2 separate regions of the Drosophila melanogaster genome follow, and region 1 is linked to region 2. A link is a contact called in public Hi-C data. All regions are on one chromosome and are shown on one strand. Each heading gives the region's core, a stretch centred on a gene start, on an enhancer-like site or on the middle of the called end of the contact. The rest is flanking DNA. Distances are from core to core; before and after follow the strand shown. Region 1 holds the start of E(var)3-9 (Enhancer of variegation 3-9). Region 2 holds the start of CG11964.

What was found. Hi-C and Micro-C count contacts between places; a contact is called where the count stands out from the background.
Region 1: a contact with region 2 is called in a Hi-C map of the S2 cell line, with 2.1 times the contacts expected there. The contact joins the promoter of E(var)3-9 here to the promoter of CG11964 in region 2. A contact is called at or near these places in 21 of 107 Hi-C or Micro-C datasets (the Clone 8 cell line, the Kc167 cell line, the ML-DmBG3-c2 cell line and 9 more) and 2 of 6 datasets of contacts at active chromatin or transcription factors (the Kc167 cell line and the S2 cell line).

Annotation. Positions count from the first base shown.
Region 1 is chr3R:8,989,586-8,994,989 of dm6, reverse strand. It overlaps E(var)3-9 (Enhancer of variegation 3-9), which reads left to right and starts at 2,041. Exons shown (of 4, transcript NM_141595.3): 1 at 2,041-2,313; 2 at 2,363-3,200; 3 at 3,263-3,310; 4 at 3,369-4,345. The coding sequence starts at 2,125. The coding sequence ends at 4,060. It overlaps CG11975, which reads right to left and starts at 1,737. Exons shown (of 4, transcript NM_001275465.1): 1 at 1,540-1,737; 2 at 1,368-1,454; 3 at 530-1,291; 4 at 1-463. The coding sequence starts at 1,606. The coding sequence ends at 357. CG11970 reads right to left here. Exons shown (of 4, transcript NM_001300314.1): 3 at 5,166-5,404; 4 at 4,341-5,101. The coding sequence ends at 4,592.
Region 2 is chr3R:8,942,643-8,948,334 of dm6, reverse strand. CG11964 reads left to right here and starts at 3,315. Exons shown (of 4, transcript NM_141590.4): 1 at 3,315-3,379; 2 at 3,437-4,870; 3 at 4,935-5,130; 4 at 5,192-5,381. The coding sequence starts at 3,350. The coding sequence ends at 5,277. It overlaps ScsbetaA (Succinyl-coenzyme A synthetase beta subunit, ADP-forming), which reads right to left. Exons shown (of 9, transcript NM_141589.4): 9 at 5,308-5,657. The coding sequence ends at 5,501.

The sequences.
Region 1 (5,404 bases), core at 792-3,291, 48 kb before region 2:
GTAGTGCCAACAAAAACGATAAGCTCAAGTTCATTTAAAATTAATAAGTAAATCTTAATTTCTCAGTGGGGAAATAAAACAAAAACCTTTTTCAGCTTTTAAAGTTACAATTGGCGTAACAATGCATAAAATGAAGGCTAAAGTAAAATTAAATGAGCATGTTGGATTATCGGTTTATGTTTCAAATAAAATATAAAATATCCACAATCATGTCTCAAGGTATAACTACATTTATGTGAACTCGACTTTTAACGTATTTTAAAGCATGCTTATAAGTAATATTGTATAACACATTTCCATGGAGATATATAATTGTATAGATGCATCAAAGGCGTTCGCAACAATCGGATTTGTTTCTAGGTCTCATCGTCTTGCAGCTCAAGGAATTGTGTGCAGATGTCTCGACTGCACTCGCCTTTATTGTTAAATAGGAATTTATAATAGTGGCCGTCTGCACAAATGGCTGTATAAGAGAACAAATGTCGATTAAAGAAATCTCAGGGAAGGATCCACTCCATTTCCAACTTACCCACAACCGAATTAGGATCGGCGCCAAAGGCACATACACATCGAGGTCCCTGGGGTATTGAAAACTTGACAAAACTCCACTGGCTCGAGAAATACTTGGGTATTATGGGCAGCGAGGATTCACGGGGCTTGTTGTCCTCCAGGTTGAAGACGTGTATGGTGCCATGATCGGAGGCGACGACCACCATTGTGGACTGGTGGTTAAAGTTGATGCAGAATATGTTGGCGTGGTTGCTTCCGCGCCTCAGCTCTGATACCTTCTTGCCACTTTCCGTATCGAAGATACGGATGAGGGTGCCCTTTTCCCCGGCGGTGGCTAGTCGCGTGCCTTGCAGATTAAGGGCAATACAGCTGATACCAGCCTCGTGGGCGATCACCTCAAGCGGCGCCCGCTCTGTGTTGGCCAGATCAACAATTTGAACGTGGCCAGTTCGACGGCCGGGGAATGCGAGGAGGCTCTTATTGCTGTGCGGGCACAGCACACACAGCCCGTTGGGATTTGAGCTGGTCTCAAAGACGTGCAGCTGCTGTGGTTGCTGAGTGAAGGTGAACACCTTAATCACGCCCTCCAACACGACCACGATGCGATCCCGACGCAGTCGTACCGCCCGCACGGGCTGATTGAAGTCCAGCGATATGGCCGGGGACTTCTTCAGGTCATCCCACACGATCACCTTGTTGGGCGGGTACAGCGGCCGGATGCCGCCTCCAACCAGGGCTAAGTAATTGCAACGAAACAGCATCTCCACATGGCTGAGACCACCTGAATCGGAATTGTAGACAATGGAATTTGTTTTAGGCCGTGGGAGTCTCCCGCACTCTTTTTTTGACAATCATACCCTCTGGAAAGTATTGGCGCTCCTTCTCCTTCAGCGGATCACAGTTGTAGACCCGGAATCCGGTGTCCGTCGCGCACGCGAAGCATCCTGCAACGCAAAAGGCCAGTTATATTATACCGATAAGGTGTATCGTGTATATGTAAATAACACACATCCGCACATATGTACGTACCTTGGTCTTGATTGAAGGCTGCGTAGAGCAGCCCGTTTCCATATGGGTTTTGCTCTGTGAGGTTCATTGCACTCTCCGGGGATGCTGGAAGCCCGGGCTCTGGTGATTTTCAATACAGTTGCTGGGCAGGCAGGAAAACAATTGCTCGGACGGCGGATGATTGTGTTTTTTCGTATAAAAACAATGACACAGTGTTGAGTATCGTCGAAAAGTGGCCGGGCGGTGAATCGATAACTTTCAATGAGGAAAGACGATCCGCTAAATCGGGATATTTTTGGGTTTAAGAACTTCTTGCTATGAGTTTTTGAGTAGTTACGTAACACAAAGAAACATTATAAATAATCTGCAATGCTGTTTTGGATAAGGTTTTTTTTAAAGCTAAAGATCTAGCTATTATCGGTAGTATCTAGATAATTAGATACTGCCAGCATCACTACCACCCACAATCCTTCACTATCGACCGACGGGTATAATTTTGCAACACTGTCCAAGATGCTCCACCTCCAATTTCACAGAATAACAAAAAGGAAAATGGTCGCTTTGTGGAACGGATTCCTGTAAAAATTGAATATATGCTAGCGCACCATGGAGTTCAGTGCGGATCTGAATGGCTTCAATGAGGACTCCATCGAACCCTGCCGGACTTGCGGAATTTACTTTACCATGGGAATGGACATGGACCAGGCGATTGTGAAGCCCATTTTCGGTTCGGATGACGCCGCCGTCGCAGATATGGCGGAGATTCTCGAGCAAATGAATGATTGGAACATAAAGGTTGGTAGTAGTGGAATCGTACTATGTGTACCTAACTTATGTCCCAAAGGTTGCGAGGGAAGACGGACGACCGCAGTACATGTGCATCGCTTGCATTGCCGAGTTTCACCGGCTGATTAAATTCAAGCGCAGCTGTGTGGAGACACAGGAGCAGTTCGGCGAGCTCGAGTACCAGCGCGAACATAATGGCATCGTTATTAAACGGGAAATTGAGCCGGAGGAAGAGAAATTCTGCGGATTTATATATCTGGATACCGACGAGGAGGATAACAGCGACGAGGACGGTAGTAGACGCGTGTGTGCCGTCTTCGACATACCGCATGTGCCCATTAAGGAGGAACACATGGCCCGAGTGCCATTACAGAACAGTGACAAGTTTCAGCCACCCGAACCCAAAAATTTTGCGTCGCCAGTCGACTCCAGATTCGACATGATAGACAACGATGCGTTAACGTCCGGCATGTTAGGACCGTCTATTGAGGATCTCTCCGGGACGGTCGACGATGGCACCGAAGATGAGGAGGAGGAGGAGGAGGAGATAGTCAGATTTACATACGATGATGACAACGATGCGGCAGCCCCGCTTCCGCCCCCGCTTTACTCGCCGGTTGTGTGTTGTAAGCTATGCTTTTACGAATCCCCCGACCAGGATGCGCATATGGAGCACATGCGCCGCACCCATCTCCTCAAGGACTGGGAATGCCATATTTGCGGCAAAAAGTTCACAAATGCCCAAGAATCGCGCATCAAGTTTCACATCAAGTATCACAAGCTACAGCGGCACGTTAAGTGTCCCGTTTGCGGGTTCATCTGCAGCTCCAAGGAGACTCTCAAGGAGCACAAGCAGGCAGTGCACGTACGCACAAAGTGCACATACTGTGGAAAAAGTGAGTTCAATATTCTCACTTATAAAACTAATTTATCGGATTAATCACATTTACCTTTGCAGCTGTGAAAAACGCCACTCTACACGCACATTTGAAAAAGCACTTAGAAGGTCAGTAAGAAGAATTACAACGGTTTTATTTGTTTATAACTTTACACTTAATGCCCAGAGGGTGAAGCCGAACTTGCCCAGCAACTGAAAAAATTGGAGCAGCTTCCAGTTAACCTTCAATCTCAACATTTATCTTCACTGGAAAGCAGTGTCGCCGAAGTCACCACGGCTTCTGAGGGCTCAAATATTCCTGGGGAATCCACTGTTCCTGAAGATTCTAATGTAACCGAAAACTCCAGTGTTCCTTCAATAGAGACTTCCAATCATGCGGACATTCAATGTCCAATGGGCCCACCTGCAAACGGAGAAGTTCCTGATGTAGCAGATGTAGCTTCACCGTCAACCGAGCCAACTGAAAGTGTCACTAAGTGCTCATATTGCAGCGACACATTCGAGAAGGCCCAGCAGCTGCAGGCTCATGTGCTGGCCACTCACACACAGACAAGAAAGAGGCGTCGCTCTTCAGACAACCAGTCATTAGTGAGAAAGACCACGCAGGAAATACCTACGTCGCCCATTGCAAAGATAACCAAGAAGCAAACCATCGAGTCCAAAGAAAGAGTCGTCCTAGAGTCTTCTTCTCAATTAGATAGCACTGCCCAGCAGGAGAGCAGGACTTCAGCGACCTCTAATGACAGCTCTCCTGTCCAACAGGTGCCAGAAAAAGCGTACATCTCGTGCTACATTTGCGGCAGATCCTTTGACTTAAAAATTAAGCTTAACAGACATCTTAAGCAGCATAAGGGTTAGTATCGTTTCTAGCGTATAGCCATTATTCCATATTAATTTCATTTTTCTAAAAATGTAAGAGTATTGTGCATCTTATCATTTTCCACTGGCCTGCCAAATGCAAACGTTGAAATTTGTTATTTAAATTTTCTTATTTTTATATAATTGGTTGGCGAAGTACTTACATTCGAATTTTAATGTTTAATAAAATAGAAACCATTTTGCATTTGCCTTTTATCCATACAGAGTTGGAAAAATGCAAAGCACATTGGTTTTTGTATTGCAAATAAACATGGCCCTTCTGGTTTCATCTGAGTTTTATTGGGTCTGTATATATATATATATATATTATTTTTTATAAACTGTTCCATAAAATTGGTTGCTGGATGGGACATCTTATCGTTGTCCATTATATTTACTTAGTACAAAGCAATATTTGCGATCTTTCTGCTTACATAGATAAATTACAAGTGTTGTTTAAACAAAATCGAAGAAAGTGTAACCGGTAAGGATATTCAACGTGGTTACCAAGCCTCTCCGCTCCTGAGCCTCCTAGTTGCCACTCCCTGTGGCCGTCTTGAGAACCGTAGCCGGTATTAGTTTTGTAGTCAGCGTTTTTGCTCCTGTTTCGCCGGCTGCCGTGGTCACAGAGATTTTTCCTCCTACCGCTGCCCCACTTGCCGATGCTGCAGCCATGGGTATCACTTTTAAGCTGGACAGTGGCTTTAGGTTCATGCCCTGCAGTCCCGGTGAGAAGAAGAGCTGTCCGCCGTTGCCTTGCACGGCGAAAACGAGATTGTTGCTAGGCGTTGCCGTCGCTGTCGCAGCTGGAGATGCTGTCGTGGAGCTGTTTACAACGCTGCTGTTTGCTGTACTAGTGATTTGCTTGTTGGCCACCAGTACGTTCTTGGCCAAGCGCGGTCCTATTAGCAGCGTTTTGGGTGCCGTCGTTATGCCGCTGGTGGAAGTAGTTCCACTATTACTGGTGCTACTGGCTAATCGCAACAGTTGGTTGCCCATAATGACAGTCTGAACGGGTGCGCCGGCACCTCGAGCGGAAATCTGAAAATTTAACATTGAATTTATAAATAATACTATTCGCCTAAAATCTCCCCAAATAACTTACCGCTCCCTGAAGCTTCACTGTCTGACCTCCAATCACAATATTCTGAGTTGTTCGCCCGGCAGCATTAGTCGCTCCCGTTCCCGCAACTACAGTTCCACCTGCTCCACTGCCGCTTCCCACTGCCGCTGATGCAACTGCTGTTGTCGTCGTTGTGGTAGTCTGGGTTGTGGGCACACTACTACCGCCAATCTGTTTTAATGTTTTGGCGTGGAGTAGTAGTGGTTTTCCCGGAAGCACAG
Region 2 (5,692 bases), core at 2,066-4,565:
TTCAAAAGGGTGCATAAACTATTGGCAGGACTTTGGAAATAATAATACAAATATTTTATTTTCTTAAACTTTTGATATATAATAATATATGGATAATCAATTTTATGTAAATATATTTAGTTTGAAAGGAGTAGGTATGTTTAGGTATTTATTAAGTTTTGTAAAATTGGCTATTTGAAAGGGTATGGCTTTTTCGATAAGCAAAGGTTAAACAAACAGGCTTTTGTTTTTTGAGCAAAGTAACAAATCGGGCGTCGGTCGCTTAGACGATCGTGTCGAGTCGCCGTCGCATATTCATATTGTCCAGTAGTTGCAAGTAGCTAGTTTCTGTTGTTGTTGCTGCTGTTGTTGTTGTTGCTGCTGCCTTGCTGTTTTGTGCTGTGGCGCAGTTAAAGACACAATGACCTTGGGTGAAAGTTGCTCTCCATTTCTATTTTGTGTGTGTATTTTGTTGTTTGTTTGTTATTTTCTGTGTTTTGTGGCCCATTCGATGGGATTGCTGCTGTTGCTGTCGCCTCTGCCATGCCATTTTTTACACACATGTACACGCGCATATATATATTGTTATTTCTAACGATTTTGCCTTATTTGCTCTTGTCGCGCCCCGACTTCTTCCCTTTTTGTTTACGGCCATGATTTGTGTGTGCTTGGCTTTATTTGTTCGGATTGTGTTTTTCCCCCCATTGTCGCTATTAGTTTTGATTACTTTTGCTCTTGATTGAGACTTTGATTGATGCAAGATGGACGGGCGAGGGCGGTGTAGGGGGGGGGGGTGCAGGAAGCAGCAGAGCTGCAAAGCAGAACGGAAATGGATCGCGTGCCGGAAGTGGAGGAGCTGAAGATCCATACTTGGACTTGTTCGGCTCGAAATTTCGCAATTTTCATAATTTATGCACTCGCTCATTTTCGGCAATTAAAAAATGTAATTCATAGCCGAAGTGCAACTTTTGATTTTGCAACGATCACTGCACTTATTCACGCCTCGCCGATCCGCTGACCAAGATTCTAGCGAGAATAAATCATGTCTGTAATAACATTATAATCAATTATTAATATTTAAGTGTTGTTCTGGTTTTATTATTGTTCTTGCAGCGCTCTGCAGAAAACATTAATTAGCAGCAAAAGCAAACAGTGCACAACGAAAATCTTATGAAATACGCGATTAAACTTGATTATTTTTACGATCCAAAAATGTAGAAGGCTAACCGTTTTTAAATGATTGTAACAAGATCAAAGGCAAGAATACACCGGATGCAAATTCAAAAGCGAAATGAATATAACTTGTATGTATGTTGACATAAAGGTTTTACAATCACTTTACAGAACTTATATCTAGTCACAGGGAAAGTCTTTAAGCTCGAAGAGAAATATTTCACCATTTATTCCGTTCCGTTGTCAAGTTCGTGTTGCATTTTAATGGCACACACGATGGATGGCCTAAAACTGGTTGAGAACGGTTCAAGCCAAAAAATCCAAAAACAGACGCGACGCGACTGCAATTAATTTACAATGCACAACGGCAACAACTACAGAACAACAACAACATGAGCAGACGGCGCGTGATCTATGCGATCAATGGTCAGTGGGGTTCCGAGTTGGCTATTCGAGGGGCTTTCGGTAGAGGGGGGGGGGGGCTCTACTACTTCAACCGACTGGCCAACGACAAGTGACCCCATTTTTATTGGAACCTCCAAACGTGCGGCGTTGTTGCTGCCGTTGCCGCTTGTTCTACTTTGAAATTTCACTTTTCAAATCCCAGCTCGTGTGTGAGTGTAGATGCGGCAAAACAGGCAGGCAAAAAAAAAAAATAATTAATAAGAAAAACATAAAAAACGTGCGAGCATGCGTGAGTTCAAAGTAATTTCTTTCCAAGTTCGCTGCCTAAGTCTTTTGAATGGAGTGCAGTGCAAGGCAGCATTCGATGTGCGGTACAATAATGCCTCACAAAATATTATGGGTATATTCCCCAAGTGAGACAGCCCCATCCACATCCACACAGCAACCAATGCCAGCCAGAGAGCAAGACCAAGGCAACAACATTGACGATTTAACCTCAAACTTCAAAGTGTCACTGTCATGGCCCTTTTTACTACTCCGCCGCAGTCGAGCCGCAGCAACAAAAACAGCAAACAAGCCATCCGTCGTCTTCGTGGTAGTCGCCATAACCTGTTGGCAATTCAGTTTATGACTTTTTTGCCCGGCACAGTGTGGCCAAAATCCATAAACTCATTATTTATTTTGAATTTAATCTAAGCACTTTTACAATTATAAATATAGTGAAAATAAGGTAATTTCATTTTTAAAATATTTTCTATTATTCTTCGTAATTGAGCTATAGCTTATATGATCACTTTAAAATTCCCATATATTTTCTATTTTTAAAGCTCTTTTACAGCGAAGCTTTCACTAAGGTTTTGCCCCACTGTTCGGGCTCACGTATTGCCACTAAAAGTGGGTCAGCATGAAACAAGCCAGAAAAAAGTAAAAAAGCGGCAGGAGCCACAGCAACAATACTAATACCAATACCACTACCAATGGCAACTGCACAGGCAGCAACAACAACGCCAAATCACGCTGACGAACTGACTTGAAAAAAAAAGACTGGCTCGAAGAAAGCACACACACTAGCGCACACTCACTCACACACACATACACTCATAGACGCGAACAACTTGTTGAATTGCCAGAGCTTAAAGCAGTTGTAAATTTATTTTTGGGGCTTGGCCTTTAGGAATTTATGTAAACTCGTCGTCAAAGTCGCAGGCGCTGGGCTAAAACAGCCAAAGGCCCCTTTTTGGGAGGCTGGGTGGGCGAAAGAAATGTTTAATGGGTTCAAGTTGCTAGTTTTAAATTTCATATTAAAAGTATTAATTATTTAAAGAATACAGAAATTATAAACCATATTCTAGGTTTTTAAACTTATTAAAGCTCTTTTAGGATTGTTAGCTTTGCTTTATAAAATGTTGTAAAATTGCCTAGTAATTATTATTATTATATATTTATTTAAACAAAATCTTATAATTCAAGTAACATTTGAAGAGCACAAATATCGAAAAGCAATATATAATAGCGAATTAAAATTTGAATTAATTTTTGATTTATATAAAATGTAGGTAATAACAAATTTAAATCACAAATTGAAATCAGAATTATGAATTAATTTGAAGTTAAATATGATTCAAACAAAATAATGATGTCACCTTCTAAGGGTTAAAGGGCTTGAGTCTCCGCTAAGTCATGCTTATCATGGTTCTGAACCTATCTTCATTCACGTGCGGTTCACGTTCGATAGTATCGCTGAAGAATCGCCTAACGTTCCAGCACTAATTGTTTTTTAAGGCCCGCAAAAATGGACATCGGCGAACTGCTGGCGTTTAAGGTAAATATATGGATAATACCAATGATATTCATGCACCTGGACCATTCCAAACTGTAGCCGGAACAGACGCCAAAGCGTCCGCACGACGACGAGGACGATGAATTCGATTTGGCGAGCTCGCACGGAAAACGGGGCGGTGTCGATGAGAAAACCAAACGCATGCGGCGCATCGCCGATGCCAAGGAGTCCGCACACTATGTCAAGCAAAGTGGAGGAGCCACCGGTGGCAGTGGCACTTCCGCCTTTGAATTCGATCCGGAACTGACAGAGGAGGAACGCCTGAACATCCTGAAGTACGTGGAGAACGAGGAGGCCGATGGCGATGTTCTGGATGAGCAGAGCCTGAAGAAACTGATACTGGTGTTCGAGAAGCGTAACTTGAAGAACCAGGAGATGCGCATCAAGTTTGCCGACAGTCCCGAGAAGTTCATGGACTCCGAGGTGGAGCTGCACACGGTAATCCAGGAGCTGAAGGGCGTGGCCACGGTGCCCGATCTGTATCCAATTCTCGTGGATCTGCACGGCCTGCACAGTTTGCTCGAACTGCTGGCACATCAGAACACAGACATAGCCGTGGCCGTGGTAGATCTGCTGCAAGAAGTGACCGATGTTGATATCCTGGGCGAAAGTCAAGAGGGTGCCGAATCCTTGATTGAAGCACTGAGAAAAGAGCAAATCTGTGCTCTGCTTGTCCAGAATCTGGAGCGACTGAACGAACAGGTTAAGGAGGAAGCCGATGGCGTGCATAATACGCTGGCCATAGTGGAAAATCTTACCGAAATCGATTCGGAATTCGTGAAGGAAGCCGCTGAACAGGGACTGCTCGCCTGGCTGCTGAAACGGCTGCGCGGCAAGTCGCCCTTCGATCCCAACAAACTCTACTGCAGCGAGATACTTTCCATACTTATACAAACGGAGAACGAGAACCGATTACTGCTGGGTTCTCTGGATGGCGTGGATGTGCTGCTCCAGCAGCTGGCTGTCTACAAGAGACACGATCCCGCTAGCAACGAGGAGCAGGAGTACATGCAGAACCTCTTCAATTGCCTTTGTTCCGCTCTGATGGCCCGCGAGAATCGCGATCGTTTTCTCAGCGGCGAGGGTCTGCAGCTGATGAACCTAATGCTGCGCGAGAAGAAGATGTCTAGAAATGGATCGCTCAAGGTGTTGGATCATGCCATGGCTGGCCAGGATGGCAGAGACAACTGCAACAAGTTTGTCGAAATTCTCGGCTTGCGCACCATCTTCCCACTCTTTATGAAAACCCCCAAGCGCAACAAGCAGCGCCTAATCTCCGCCGATGAGCATGAGGAGCATGTGACCTCCGTAATCGCATCAATGTTGCGAAACTGCAAGGGCACACACCGCCAGCGAATGTTGGCCAAGTTCACGGAGAATGATCACGAGAAGGTGGATCGCCTGCTGGAGCTGCACCTCAAGTATCTGGCCAAGGTGGAAGCCATAGACAAGGAGATCGATCAGCAGGCTAAGGTACGAAATGAAGTTTTATGTGTAACCATAAACTAATCAATTGAAAACCAATATCATGGCATAGGATCCCACCATTGATGAGGACGAGGAGGCGGAGAATAACTATATAAAACGACTGACCGGCGGGCTGTTCACGCTGCAGCGCATCGACTACATCCTGCTGGAGGTCAGTGCCACTGGCGACACCGTCAAGCAGCGTGTACTGCAGATCCTTAACTTGCGCGGCGCTTCCATGAAGACCATTCGCAGCATAATGAGGGGTAAACCACAAATGGAATGCCCAGTAAAACTTAGATGTTCAAATTTCAAATTCATTCACAGAATACGCTGGCAACCTGGGCGATGGCGACACCGACTGGCGGGAACAGGAGCAGAACCACATATTATCTCTAGTCGATCGTTTCTAAGGCTCAACACACAATAAACAAAACATAAATATTATGAAAATCTTTAAAAATGTGGCGGGTCAGAAGTTTACATCTGAAATTTGAGATTAAAATTTTGAACAATGAAACTTTTGTGGCAAATTTGGATTTTGAATTTAAACAATGGCTTCCTTCTTTTTGATGGTGTAAGTCTCAAACACATCCGGCTCGATCCTGCATTGTTTATTACAAAATTTGTATCCCTTTACTTTTTACCTTTCTTTTCGCAAATGTCTTTCTTTTCTTCCTTTTTCTTTTCCTCTTTTTTTGTGCAATCAGATTTCTTGTCATCTTTCTTCTCCGACTTCTTGCCACCTTTACTGTCGGGCTGTTTTTGATCTTTCTTGCAATCGCCCTTGCCCCTAAGGTGCAGTGATTAAAGTTAGTAAGACTCTAT